Regions from separate parts of the Sus scrofa genome. Here regions 1, 3 and 4 are each linked to region 2. The links are chromatin contacts, called in public HiChIP or PLAC-seq maps. All regions are on one chromosome and are shown on one strand. Each heading gives the region's core, a stretch centred on a gene start, on an enhancer-like site or on the middle of the called end of the contact. The rest is flanking DNA. Distances are from core to core; before and after follow the strand shown. Region 1 holds the start of MUTYH (adenine DNA glycosylase). Region 2 holds the start of PRDX1 (peroxiredoxin-1). Region 3 holds the start of GPBP1L1 (vasculin-like protein 1). Region 4 holds the start of MAST2 (microtubule-associated serine/threonine-protein kinase 2).

Evidence for each region. HiChIP or PLAC-seq counts read pairs in DNA pulled down with a chosen protein or histone mark.
Region 1: a contact with region 2 is called in an H3K27ac HiChIP or PLAC-seq map of alveolar macrophages. The contact joins the promoter of MUTYH here to the promoter of PRDX1 in region 2. A contact is called at or near these places in 2 of 2 datasets of contacts at active chromatin or transcription factors (alveolar macrophages and skeletal muscle).
Region 3: a contact with region 2 is called in an H3K27ac HiChIP or PLAC-seq map of alveolar macrophages. The contact joins the promoter of GPBP1L1 here to the promoter of PRDX1 in region 2. A contact is called at or near these places in 1 of 47 Hi-C or Micro-C datasets (embryonic fibroblasts) and 1 of 2 datasets of contacts at active chromatin or transcription factors (alveolar macrophages).
Region 4: a contact with region 2 is called in an H3K27ac HiChIP or PLAC-seq map of alveolar macrophages. The contact joins the promoter of MAST2 here to the promoter of PRDX1 in region 2. A contact is called at or near these places in 2 of 47 Hi-C or Micro-C datasets (embryonic fibroblasts and fibroblasts) and 1 of 2 datasets of contacts at active chromatin or transcription factors (alveolar macrophages).

The regions. Positions count from the first base shown.
Region 1 is chr6:166,001,530-166,004,428 of Sscrofa11.1, forward strand. MUTYH (adenine DNA glycosylase) reads left to right here and starts at 1,324. Exons shown (of 16, transcript XM_021096748.1): 1 at 1,324-2,107. It overlaps TOE1 (target of EGR1 protein 1), which reads right to left and starts at 2,041. Exons shown (of 9, transcript XM_003128045.4): 1 at 1,772-2,041; 2 at 883-1,025; 3 at 755-795; 4 at 513-609; 5 at 228-386. The coding sequence starts at 1,823.
Region 2 is chr6:165,846,018-165,848,804 of Sscrofa11.1, forward strand. It overlaps PRDX1 (peroxiredoxin-1), which reads left to right and starts at 1,373. Exons shown (of 6, transcript XM_021096742.1): 1 at 1,373-1,906.
Region 3 is chr6:165,707,667-165,710,529 of Sscrofa11.1, forward strand. GPBP1L1 (vasculin-like protein 1) reads left to right here and starts at 1,298. Exons shown (of 12, transcript XM_021096736.1): 1 at 1,298-1,530. TMEM69 (transmembrane protein 69) reads right to left here and starts at 1,317. Exons shown (of 3, transcript XM_021096737.1): 1 at 1,180-1,317.
Region 4 is chr6:165,618,586-165,621,513 of Sscrofa11.1, forward strand. It overlaps MAST2 (microtubule-associated serine/threonine-protein kinase 2), which reads right to left and starts at 1,444. Exons shown (of 34, transcript XM_021096724.1): 1 at 964-1,444. The coding sequence starts at 1,149.

The sequences.
Region 1 (2,899 bases), core at 74-2,573, 160 kb after region 2:
GTCCCCAGGGAAGCCTCTTTTGCAGGACACATACATCCCAGGCTCCCTCACTTGGAAAGTTCTCTCCTGCTGTCTAATCCAGCGCTCTTCACCAAGGTATGTTTTGTTTCCCCAGCTGTCACGACGCCCCATGTGCCTAAGAAACAGATCCTCCCCCAGGCACCCAGCCGCAAAGAGGAGTAAGAAATGAAGTCACAGAAAGGGCCGCCTCAAGGCTGGAGTCCTACCTTGTCGTTGCCCTTGTGGTAGGGGATGCCCTGGGCATACTGCCGGTTGAAGTTGAAACCATGCTGGACCAGGAACTGCACGGACTTTGGTTCTATGACATACTCCTCCATGCACAGCAGGGTCAGATTGAACACCTGGACCAGGTATGAATGGTCACCCTGGGAGAGAAGGAGGTTCTGCTACGTCAAGCCTTGGGAGGAAAAAACCTCACAGCTGATGTTCTCTAGGATCTCAACCCTCCTCCCCCAGCCACAGACCTGGGAGAGGGTGAGATCAGCCCATACCTTGTCCGGCTGGTGCTTAAAGCAAGCGAGGCCCAGGGAGAGGATGGAACGGGTCCTGGCAGCATGACACACGGCCTTGTAACGTTCCTCGATGCACCTTGGGGTTGAGGTTGGGAGTGGCTGTGGCTGGGACTTAGCCTCATGACGGACCCAAACCACCCAGGACTGTGACCTCCACTCCAGGGCTGAGCTCTGCCCCTCCTGCCAAGGCTAGGACTAAAGAGATCAGGGCTTACACTTACTGGTTCAGCAAACTCTTCCGGTCCCCAAGCCCACTCAGTTCCTAAGCGTCAGCAAAGAGAGAGCTGTGTTAGGTCCGCAGCACCAGCCCCCTCACAACCACCGGCTCTCCCAGTTCCCCAACCCTCACCGTGTCCACAGCCACAAAGCTAGCTGTCTTTATGGCCAGCAGGAGGGACGGCCACATTTCCTTGAAGTTGTCGTTTTGTACATCCACCACGGGAACCTGGATTGCCAGCTCCTCCCCAGATTTTGTGCTTTGGTGGACACCACCTGGGGGTAAGGAGGGTGACGACGCTCAGGCAGAGGGCCCATGAGAACAAACACTAAGCTAGGCCATGGCTGGGGGCAGAGGCAGGAGCAGTTTCTCTTTAGGCAAGATATGGCAGCTTTCCCCTCAAGCCTTTGTATCACTTATGCTCAATACACAGGCCTTGGGGTGCACAGTGCCCCGATTTTGGGGAAAAAAAGCCCAGGTCTTTCAGAAGATTATGAGGCTGGGAAAGTGTCTTCCTCCTCAGCATCAAAACCTGTAAAAGACTAAGGTTGGGCTCGATGATCTGTGAGGTTCCTTTTCCCCACATCCTCTACGAAATCTTTTGCAAGGATGGAGGACCTCGGCTCCTTTAATATCCTGCAAGGCTCTACAGCACCGTTCCCGGGGCACCTCATAGCCACACGCGGCAGCAGCCAGAGCGCGCGCAGAGCCTGATACATTACGCCCGCATCCGTCCCACTTCCTGCCCACAACTCCCCACCCGCCCCGCTTAACAGAGCTTCGAGCTCCGGACTGCATCTCCCGGCACGCCCCTGCACGTCCCGACTCCGCGCCAGCACGCCAGACTTCCGCAGCCAGCGTCGCGGTGCACGCCGGGACTTGTAGTCTCCTCGTGGCTGGTCCAGAAGGAAGCAGCTAGTCCTCTGAAACTTGAGGTCGGTTTCTTCGAACAGTGAACCTGAGGCCCTCCCGCCCCGCCAAACGTACAGGATTTCAAAGCTGTCCCCGGGAAGCCACTCACCGTCAGAAACGGCTGGAGCTGAGGCTGCGCCGTCGTCACTGTCGGCGGCCATGACACCGCGAGTCTCTCTTCAGTATAGTCAGTGGGTCCGCGGGACTTCCGCTTCGTCCCCCGGCTCGGCTCTCGCCGTCGGGGAGGTGGCGGCGCCTCGCCTCGCCCCCTGGGTCGCCGACAGGTCGGACTTCCGTTCAGAGCTCCCGGGGCTGGCGCGGAGCAGCGGGCCCGGCGCGCGCTGAGAGCCTATTGGCTGGCGTGTTCCCGCTGACCTCCCGGATTGGCCGGAGCCACGCCCCCTGGCGTCCAGTCGGGAGCCGGCCGCGCGAGACCGCGCGAGAGGTAATTCGCCCACAGCGCGGCGGGAATGTGGACCTGAGCGCCGCGGCGCGGGGAGGGGTGCTCCGGGACGGGGGTGCGGGGGTTCCCCCCCAGAGGAGGTGGCGCTGCCCGAGCTGAGCTTAAAGCACGCATATGAGTTATGCAGAGACAGGGGAGTGTGGAGAAAGAGCAATATTCTGGGAATGGGCAAGTTCCTGGGGAGGGTGGAGAGCGCCTTTCGTCCCAGGAAGTGAAAGAAGCGGGGAGCGGGACGGGAAATGAGGCTGCGGGAGATGAGAGCGTCCCGGTAGCAGGGACACCTTTTAAGTAACCCTGATGCGTGATAATAGGGACTTGAATTAGGACTCTAGCAGGGACAAATTGTCAGCAGTTAGGAGGTATAGTTGACCTGCAGGGGGTTTGAACACGATTCCTGCTACCGGGAGATGCTCTGCGCCTACCGGACACTAGTCCTTTCCCAGGGGCTTTGGTTCCCACCAAAGACTCTCAACTCGTTCACTTCCGTTTTTTGCTGTTTTCAGTTCATCTTCAGCCTTTCTACCGAGTGTTTTCATCTCTGTTTCGAATGGCTTGAATTTCTCCTATTCTGAAAAGAGGGAAACTTTTACCTCATCCCAAATTAATTTAACAAGTGTTTATAGTGTACAGTTTGCCTGGCACTGTGCTCAGCTCTGGGGACACAACCGTCAACAAAAGACACCCAGTCTTTGCTTTTGTCGAGTTTTACAGTTAAGTGGGGAAGGCAGGCACTGATGGAAGAATCACAAATGCTTATGAAGTTACAGTTGGTAT
Region 2 (2,787 bases), core at 123-2,622:
AAGGATCTGGTGTTGTCACTCAGCAGCTCGGGTCACTGCTGTGGTACAGGCAGAACCCTGGCCCCAGAAAGCCCTAAAGCCTTGGCCACAGCAATTAAAAAAAAAAAAAAGAAAAAAAAAAGGAAATGAATAATGCCCAAGTAACAGTTCTGCCTCAGAGAAAGAAAAAACAAAAAATCACTTCTGTTGATGGCAGGATGATAAATACCTCCAAATATTGAGATGCCCAGCCAGCATGACACAGCACTTCCCTCTTTCTTATCCTGCTATAAAGGTCCAATGGAGTTAGGAGAATAATGGGGGATGGGGGCAGAAAGGGGAACACAATATTATTTCTTAAACATTCCTTTTTTTTTTTTTTTTTTAACATTCCTATTTTATATCAGCTGTTATGTTGTGACTTGAGGAATCAGAGGTGGATGTAACAAACCCTACCCTCCAGAAAGTCAGTCTAATAAGGAGAGGTAAACACATAAACAAGTAAATTAGCTTTAAAGGTTTGTGGGTTTTTTTGTTTGTTTGTTTTTGTTTTTGTCTTTTTGCCTTTTCTAGGACCACTCCCTCGGCATATGGAGGTTCCCAGGCTAGAGGTCGAATTGGAGCTGTAGCCACAGGCCTATGCCAGAGCCACAGCAACGCGGGATCCGAGCCGCATCTGCAACCTACACCACAGCTCATGGCAACGCGGGATCCTTAACCCACTGAGCAAGGCCAGGGATTGAACCTGCAACTTCATGGTTCCTAGTCGGAATCGTTAACCACTGAGCCATGACCTAAAAGGTTTTTGTTGTTGTTATCGTTTGGGCATGAAGGGGAATGGTTAATTCTGGGGATGAGTGAAAGAAGAGTTCCAGAGGAAGTAGTGCTTCAGCTATCTTCAGATACGTTTTCTCTAGGCCAAATAGGAACAGGTTCTTTGTGCTTGAGCAAGAGCCTGAAGGCGTGAAACAGCTACACTCTGTTCTGGGTGTTACAAAGAGGAGCAAAGAACTAGGTACTGTGCTAAATAAACTACAGAGATGATCTCAACAAAGAGTTAATAGCATTCCCTTTCTTTTTTTTTTTAAGGATTTACTTGTTTTTATTTTTTCTTTTTGGCCACACTCGTGGTGCATTCCCATTTTTACAGGGGAGAAGAGTAAGGCTAACAGATTAAGACTCTTGCATGAAGGTCACACAGAATGACAGTGAGGAGTTTTAACTCAAGAATACAGGATCAGTTTTTCGGAACCACAAATTAGAGGCGTGAGTAATATGGTCAGATTTCAGAGTCCCTCCAGCTGCAGTGGAATGGATGGGAAGGGAAGGCAGAGGTAGGAACCCATAGAGGGAGATGGAAAAGCAGCCATCCTGCTGTCAGACAGAGCAATTAAGGGAGGCTGTCTAAGCAATCTGGGTTACTGAGATCAGCACTAGAGCAGAGGTTGTGGGAATCTGGGCGGAATATCTGAGAAATATTTGGATAGATCTTTCTCCGGCCCGATGGGGGGGGGTCTTCCGTGGGCAGCAGTGAGGACCTTTACCCAGGTTTGGGCTTGAAGGGCAAGGCGCACGGACTCCCCCACCCCCGCCCCGCCTCAAATCTTGGATTCACGGAGGCATCGGGAAGGAAAGTGATTGATCTAAAAGGTGCCTTCCGCGGACACCTCAACCCTCGAAGGCGAGGAGGGGATTGGTACTGTCTCCACCCGAGCCCGCCCCCAGGGAAGGAAAGCGCTGAGTCATCCCGGCGGGGCGAGTTGGGTCGGGGCGGTGCTGGGGCCAGATCCCCCTTCCGTCTCCCCCGCCCGCACCCCCGGCCCGCCCTGACTCTCGCGAGAGCCTCACGGGCTATAAAGGCAGCGCCCCGCGCGTGCTTCGCGTGTCTGCTTCCTGGCTGCGCTCGGTGGCTTCTGCTTGAGGACTGGTGAGTTTGTGGGCGGCGCGGCTTCAGCCGACCGACCGCAGCGCCCCACTCCTCTCTCGTTGCCTTTTCCTCCTCTTCCTTCTCTTCCTCCCGGCCCGCCCGGCTTAACTGGGGGGACGCTCTGCCGGAGAGGGAGCCTCACATGGGACCCCCTTTGCCTGCGGGACAGCTGCCTGGTTGAACCCCGACGCCGCCCGCGCCCTGCGTCCCCTCTTCCCCCGGCAACTCAAGCAGAGGGCGCTGATTGGCTTGGCGGGGCCGTCGGGGCGGGTGGGTGGTGACGGGGTCCCCTACGGGGCGGACGGGTTCCCGAAGCTTCTAAGACGGATTCAGAAACTGGTCAGAAACAGACTGCCCGTCCGTCGTGTAGGAGGGGAAGAGGCTGTGCCTGCTCACCAGTGTAGCCGTGGGTCCTGATTCCCTTCTCCATCTTTTTCCATGTGCAGAATGGGGTTTGTGGTGATTCTAAATGCCGTTAGTGAAGACTCCTGGTGCTTCCGAAGTGCAGCGGAGGGACGATGGGGGTGGCAGGAAACCACTTGAATTGGCCTTTCGGGGGGGGGGGCCGTAGTTTTCTCCGGGGAACTTCAAGGGGAGCTTTCCTGAGGGGACCTCGTCGGCTGGAAGTCCTGCAGCCTTTCCCCCCCCCCCCCATTGGTTGTGCTTTAGTGGACGTGGGGGCACCCGGAAAAGCAGGTCTGGACCAGAAGGCCGTTAGTGTTAGGGTCATATACTATGTTTGGTTGCCAAGTTGCTTCGTGTCTTACTGGTTGTTTTTTCTTGTTTGTTTTATTATTTAAAGGTGCTAACCCAGTAAAAAAGTTTGACAGTCGATGCTCACAACGTTTCTTTTGGTTGTGGTTTTATGAACCAAGAACTTT
Region 3 (2,863 bases), core at 48-2,547, 140 kb before region 2:
CTGAAAGTCATATAGCTTCTCTGCTTTTTTTTTTTTTTTCCCTTAAGGTATGTTTTGGGGCTTTGTAGTTTACAGCTCAAAGTAATGATAGTAGCAATCAATACAATTTAGCAGGCACTGTAACTATGTGTTTTATATGCACTAACTCATTCAATACAATGACCTCATCAACTTGGTGCTGGAAACAGTATTGCCTGTTAAGTTAGAGTGCAGACTTGAGTCAAATAATCTGGTTTGGAATCCTGGCTCCAACATAGTATTAGCTATATCACTTTGGACAAATTATTTAAGCTGGCTATGGTGCAGTTCACTCATCTACAAGGCTTATAATAACTACATAGGGTCTTTGTATTTTTAAAAAAAAAAAAAAGTCAATACATGTAAAGAGCTGACAACTGTTCCTAACACAAAGTAGGCACTCAAAAAATATTAGCTATTATTCCCACCTTACACAATATAAGCAGCCCAGTAAGTGGCTGTGTGAAAATATGAATCTACATCTATCATGTTTACATGAGTTCCATTCTTAACCAGAAGAATGAGGTGTCTAAAAATCCAAACCCCACAGTTGCTGCTTGATTAAAAAACTTGGTGAACTAATTTCTTGACTACAGATCTTAGGGCTGGGTCAAGAAATTCTGTACACCAGCCAGTCAGTGTCTTCATTCTATGAATAAGGAAGCAAGCAGGACGTTTATCTCTGGCCTCTGAGCAGAGGTTAGATAACACACATCTACTCCTGACTCCCAGACACACGTATCCGCATGGCCCACACATTCACCTTTGTTCAAAATCACCCCATTAAAAAGCTTAATGCTCCCTCAACCTTTCGAACTTTCTATGCAAGGTGACATGTGCTTCCCATCTCAAGAGTATTGAAGCGAAAAAGTGACACCCTAAAAGCCTGAGGACGGCAACTGGTGAGGGGTTTAAAGGACAAAGCCCCAAGTGTTAATCTGCTCAATTTTGGTGAAAAAGCTCAAGGTTTCCACTGCCTCAAATATAAGAGTTGCAAAATGCAAGTCTCAGCGCCGACAGCAGAGAAAAGGGAAGGCGGGGTCTGGATGCAAAGATCCTCGGGAAACTGTGCCCAACTGTGCCTGCGGTTTCAGTTTTACTCTGAAGGCTTGGTGCCCCCCTTTCCCAACCTGCACTGGTCGCAGCAGCGCTGTTACTTACTTGCCAGCGTCGCGCGGGGAGGTGGAAAGCTGAGCTGCAAGATTGGCCAGGCTCTCTGGAAAAAGCACTTCCGGCAAGTGGGGGTTATTAGCCTCCCACTTCCTGGGAGCCGGAAAAAAATCAGTCCGGCTGGAGACCTAACCACCCCTAACTGGTTCCCAATTCCAGGCTTTCTGTCTTGGACTCTAACATCTTGATTCTAGTGAAAGCCGGCTTTGGAATTCTTAGGGCATCTGAACGGTCCTTGCCTTTCTATTCCAGGTTTCCCAGCCAGAAGAATCTGCTCCGCAGAGTTCGGGAAGGTGGAGTGAAACTACTGGAACCATCTCAGAGTGATGGTGGTGGAGCAAGGTAGGAGAGATTTGGAGTCTAGGCCAAGTATGACTTGGCCAAATTGCTTGCTATCTCTGGAATTCATTTTTTTACTTTGCGTAACAACAAAGTTTCTAGGATCAACGGGGCACATCTCCCTTCTCATTGGGGTCCTGAACTAATACTAGCTAAGAAAACAAACACCTGTTTCCACTTCATTTTCTTTGCTGCTAACTGAAAACTTAGTTAAGAAATAAAAAGCACCGGGGCAGGACTTTCACTTCCATGAAAGACGTGGTAAGAGTCTTGGGCTTGAGGGTGACCCGGAAGTTAGATTATTCCTCCTGTCGCTCTCCGCTTTAACTTTTGTTTGTGAGCTAGGTGACCTTGAGCAAGTCCCTTCCCTTCTCTGAGCTTCAATTTCAGTCTGTCATCGGGAGTTCCCGCTGTGGCACAGCTGGTTAATGACCCCACTTGTCTCTGTAGAGGTGCCAGTTGGATGCCCAGCCCACTGCAATGGGTTAAGGATCTCTCCTTGCTGCAGCTATGGCGTAAGTCGCAGCTCTGGCTCGGAATGAATCCCTGACCAGAGCACTTTCCTACGCCGCGAGTGCGGCTGGAAAAAAAAAAAAAAAAGGAAGCACCACTAGACGTATCTGTCTGAAGACAATGGGAGACCTGAACCGGCCCAGGATGGCCAGTTTCACATTCCTCCAGATTCTATGTAGTCTAGCTTCCTGGTTACCAGCTCTCTCAAGGTTTAGCTTCGCGTGCAGAACGGGCTCACAGCACATTCTTCCTGATGCTAACCCCTTCCAGCCGCTATCGGCTTTCACTTTTATTTCCTCCTCCGTCATGGCAGCGCCGCCCCTTCCCGTTACGCGACACCCAATGAAACTTTGGGTCAGAGAAACAGCTTCTCCGCCCTGGCACGGGAGCAGACTCAGACCCGAAATCCTCCCGGTGCTGGGACAGGGGCGTGACGCCAGCGGTCGGGCGGAACTAGCACTCCCAGTGGGCAACGCCTCGGGCCCAGCCGCGCAGGACTCCAGAGCCCGGCAGCGAGGCCCGCTGGGGGCTGGAGTCTTAGCGACGCGCGCGCACGTGGAAGGCAGGAGCCGAAAGTGGGAAGGGGTCGGCAAACACACACGCCTACCGGTGAGCACCTGTAGAGGTAGTTCGGAGAGGCGTGCTTCCCCAGAGGTGGGGTGTGCAGGACGAAGGGGCGTGTTGAAACGGGCACACCGTACACACCCACCCACTCGTTCGCACGCGCCCAGGCCCGAGTGTCGGGAGAGGCAATGGAAGGGGAGTATCAAACCCAGTTGATCTCCGCCTCTAAGGCGGCGCGCGGAAAAGCAGGGTTCTCCCC
Region 4 (2,928 bases), core at 194-2,693, 230 kb before region 2:
AAGATAAGGTCACTAGGGTCGTAAGTGGAGCGTGCGAAAGGAAAGGTGTCCCTAGAGTTCATTACTACAGAACTTTTGTTCTGTCAATCCCACAAGATCAAGGGCCACATACTGTTACACTGAACGTCCTACAGTTATTAGTGACGACTCCTCCCGACAAATAAAACTGACCTTTATCCCTCCTTTTAAATACGCCTACACTTGATAAGTTATATGAACACATCCTGTCCATTCGGAAACCCCATGAACTTCTGGCACTTCTTTCCATATATGTTTTCCCACTACGGTGTCTGCCGTGGTAAACTCCTACAACGCGGAAAACTGTACCCAGGAATTCTCTGCTCACTGTACTGGGCTTGAGATTGCACTCATCCATCCCCAAAGCACAGATGTTAACAGCCTATGTTTTAAAAAGTGCTTTCTCAGGAAAGGGATAGTTACAGAAGCAAAACTTAAGAATGATTGTGATCATACGCCTACAAGACTATAATGATGAAAAATCAGAGAATTCTTAAGAATGACATCCGTTTTCACAACTGCCAAGATCATCTCCAAGAGAAGGATAACGCACATGATCATACTGACGGTCCCTACCTTACGCCACTATTTACCCCTCGGGATAACTCCTCCACACCGCTTTAGTGAGCCTATTCTTTGCACTTCATTTACTCCCAGCCCACATTCCATCGCCCCTTCTTCCCATCCTGACCTCAGACGCTCAGAGGACCGGTTTTCATCCCCCTGCTCCCTCATCTCCCATCAACCCCAGACCATCACTTCCAAGTCTCCACTCCCCATTTTTCCGCCTCTCCAGACCTCCCATTCCTCCTGCCGAACTATTCAGTCCCCACCCCTTCAACGCCCAAGCTCAAGTCTTCCCGCCGGAGCGAGCCCTCCCCCTCCTCGCTCCCATTCAGGCTCCCCTTCCCCAGGCTTTCCTTTCCAGATCACGGCCCGCCCTACCTGCTCCGGGACTTCTGGCCCCGGGGGCCCGGTCCGCTCCTCCAGGCGCTGCCTCCCGGGCGGCGCTCGCCGGCGCGGGGCTAAGGGCTGGGGCAGCTCCGCCGCCCGCTGAGCCCCATCCTCCCGACGCGCGACCGGCGGCGGCGGCGGCGGCTGCGGTCGGTCGCGGCCGCGGCTCCGCTTCATATCTGCAGCTGGGCACCGCGGGCGTCAGCGCCGCGACCGTCCCGGCCCCGCACGGCCCCGGGCCGCAGCGCTGCCGCGCCAACCACCGCCCGCGGCCACCATGGCGGGGCAGGCGCCCAAAGCCACCGACCCCAGCCCGCAGCTCCTCCGCGCTCCCTGGAGCCTCAAGCGCCGCAGCCTCCCCGGCGCTCCCTACGGAGGCGGCAGCATCGCCGCGGCCTCGGCTCCCCCCACCCGGCACACGCTCGGCCGGCCCCCCGCCGCCGGCGCCGCCGCCGCCCGCTCCAGCGCCAGCCGCCGGCCGCCAGCCCGCCGGCCCGCCTGCCTGCCTCGGGCCGGGCCCCGCCCCTCCCTTCCCCGCGCGCGCGCGCACCGGGAGCCCGCCCGCCACCTCCGGCCGCGCGCGGCCTCCCGCGCACGCGCCAGCGAACGGTCGCGAGAGACCCGCCCGTGGCCCCACCGCGCGGCCGCCGCGGGGAGAGGAGGCAGAGCGGAAGGGGGCGGGGCCCGACGCGCCGGCGGCCGCGGCGAGCGCTCATTGATTCGTTCGTTCATCCATTCATGAAATTGAATGCCCGGCCACGCGAAGGGCTGGGGATCCAAAAATGAATTAGCACTGATAAGCGTGCTCGAGGAACTAGGCGGGGAGCAGGAAGAACCAGGAGCCCTAAGGAGACAAAATATGGAACCAGGGAACACAACACCAAAGCGTGCCTTTTTACGGAGCACCTGCCCACCGCCGTCAAATCTTCACATCGCACAGAAGGCAGGTCTGCCCATTGTGCTGTTACGGATAACAAGACCACGGTGGGCGTTCCGTTGTGGCACAGCGGGTCACTGCTGCGCCTGGGGTCCCTGCTCCGGCGGGGCTTGGATCCCTTGCCCAGAAGCTTCCTCACGTCCCGCCAGCGGCCAAAAAAAAAGAGAAGACCAAGGCGAAGGAACAGGCACCAGGCCCCTGAGCAAACTAGACAGGACTCGGACTCTGGTTTTCCCGTCCCTTCCCACTGTTTCCTTATGCTTCCAGAAAGTAAGCGGGGGTGGGGGGGGCTATAAAAGAGGAAGAAGTGATGCATTCCTCCAGGGGCAAGGGGAAGACCTAAGGGCTTCCGGAACACCCCCACGACTCCTCACTGACAATGAAGTCATATTACAGCACAGACCAGCCTGGCCACAGAGTTCAGCTGTGGCCTGGGCAGCTCAGCCCATCACTTTCAGTGACTCATCTGCTCAGCAACGTGGCTGTAGCTCAGCCCTGTCTGACCTCCTCTTTCTGGCCACAGCACTATACTTTTCCTCTTTTGACTTGACCAAGTTCTTTTCACAGTAGCGTTTCCTAAAGGCTTTCTCTATTTTTTCCTAGGCCTCCTCCCTGAACCCTTTCTGAGAGGTAATAATAGCTAACATTATAATGTGCCTACTAAAGACCAGACACTGTGCATTCAATTCACACATACGCACACAAGAAGTAAGTTGTGTTATTTCCAATTTATTGAGGTTCAAGTTACATAACATGCTGAATATGACACAGCTAATAAGTGCAGAGGCGGTGTTCAAACCAAGGTATATCAGATACCAGAGCCTACAAAAACAACCAATGTACCCTACAGCCTAGCGTCAGTCTGCTCCTGTATTCCCTGTTCCCGTCCCTCACCATCATCCATCCAGCTGCCTCAACCAGAAACCTGGAAGTAGCCCTAGATTCCTCCTTCCCCTCCCACGTCCACATCCAATTAATGAACAAGTCTTTATGCTTGGCGGAATCACTTTGCTGTACAC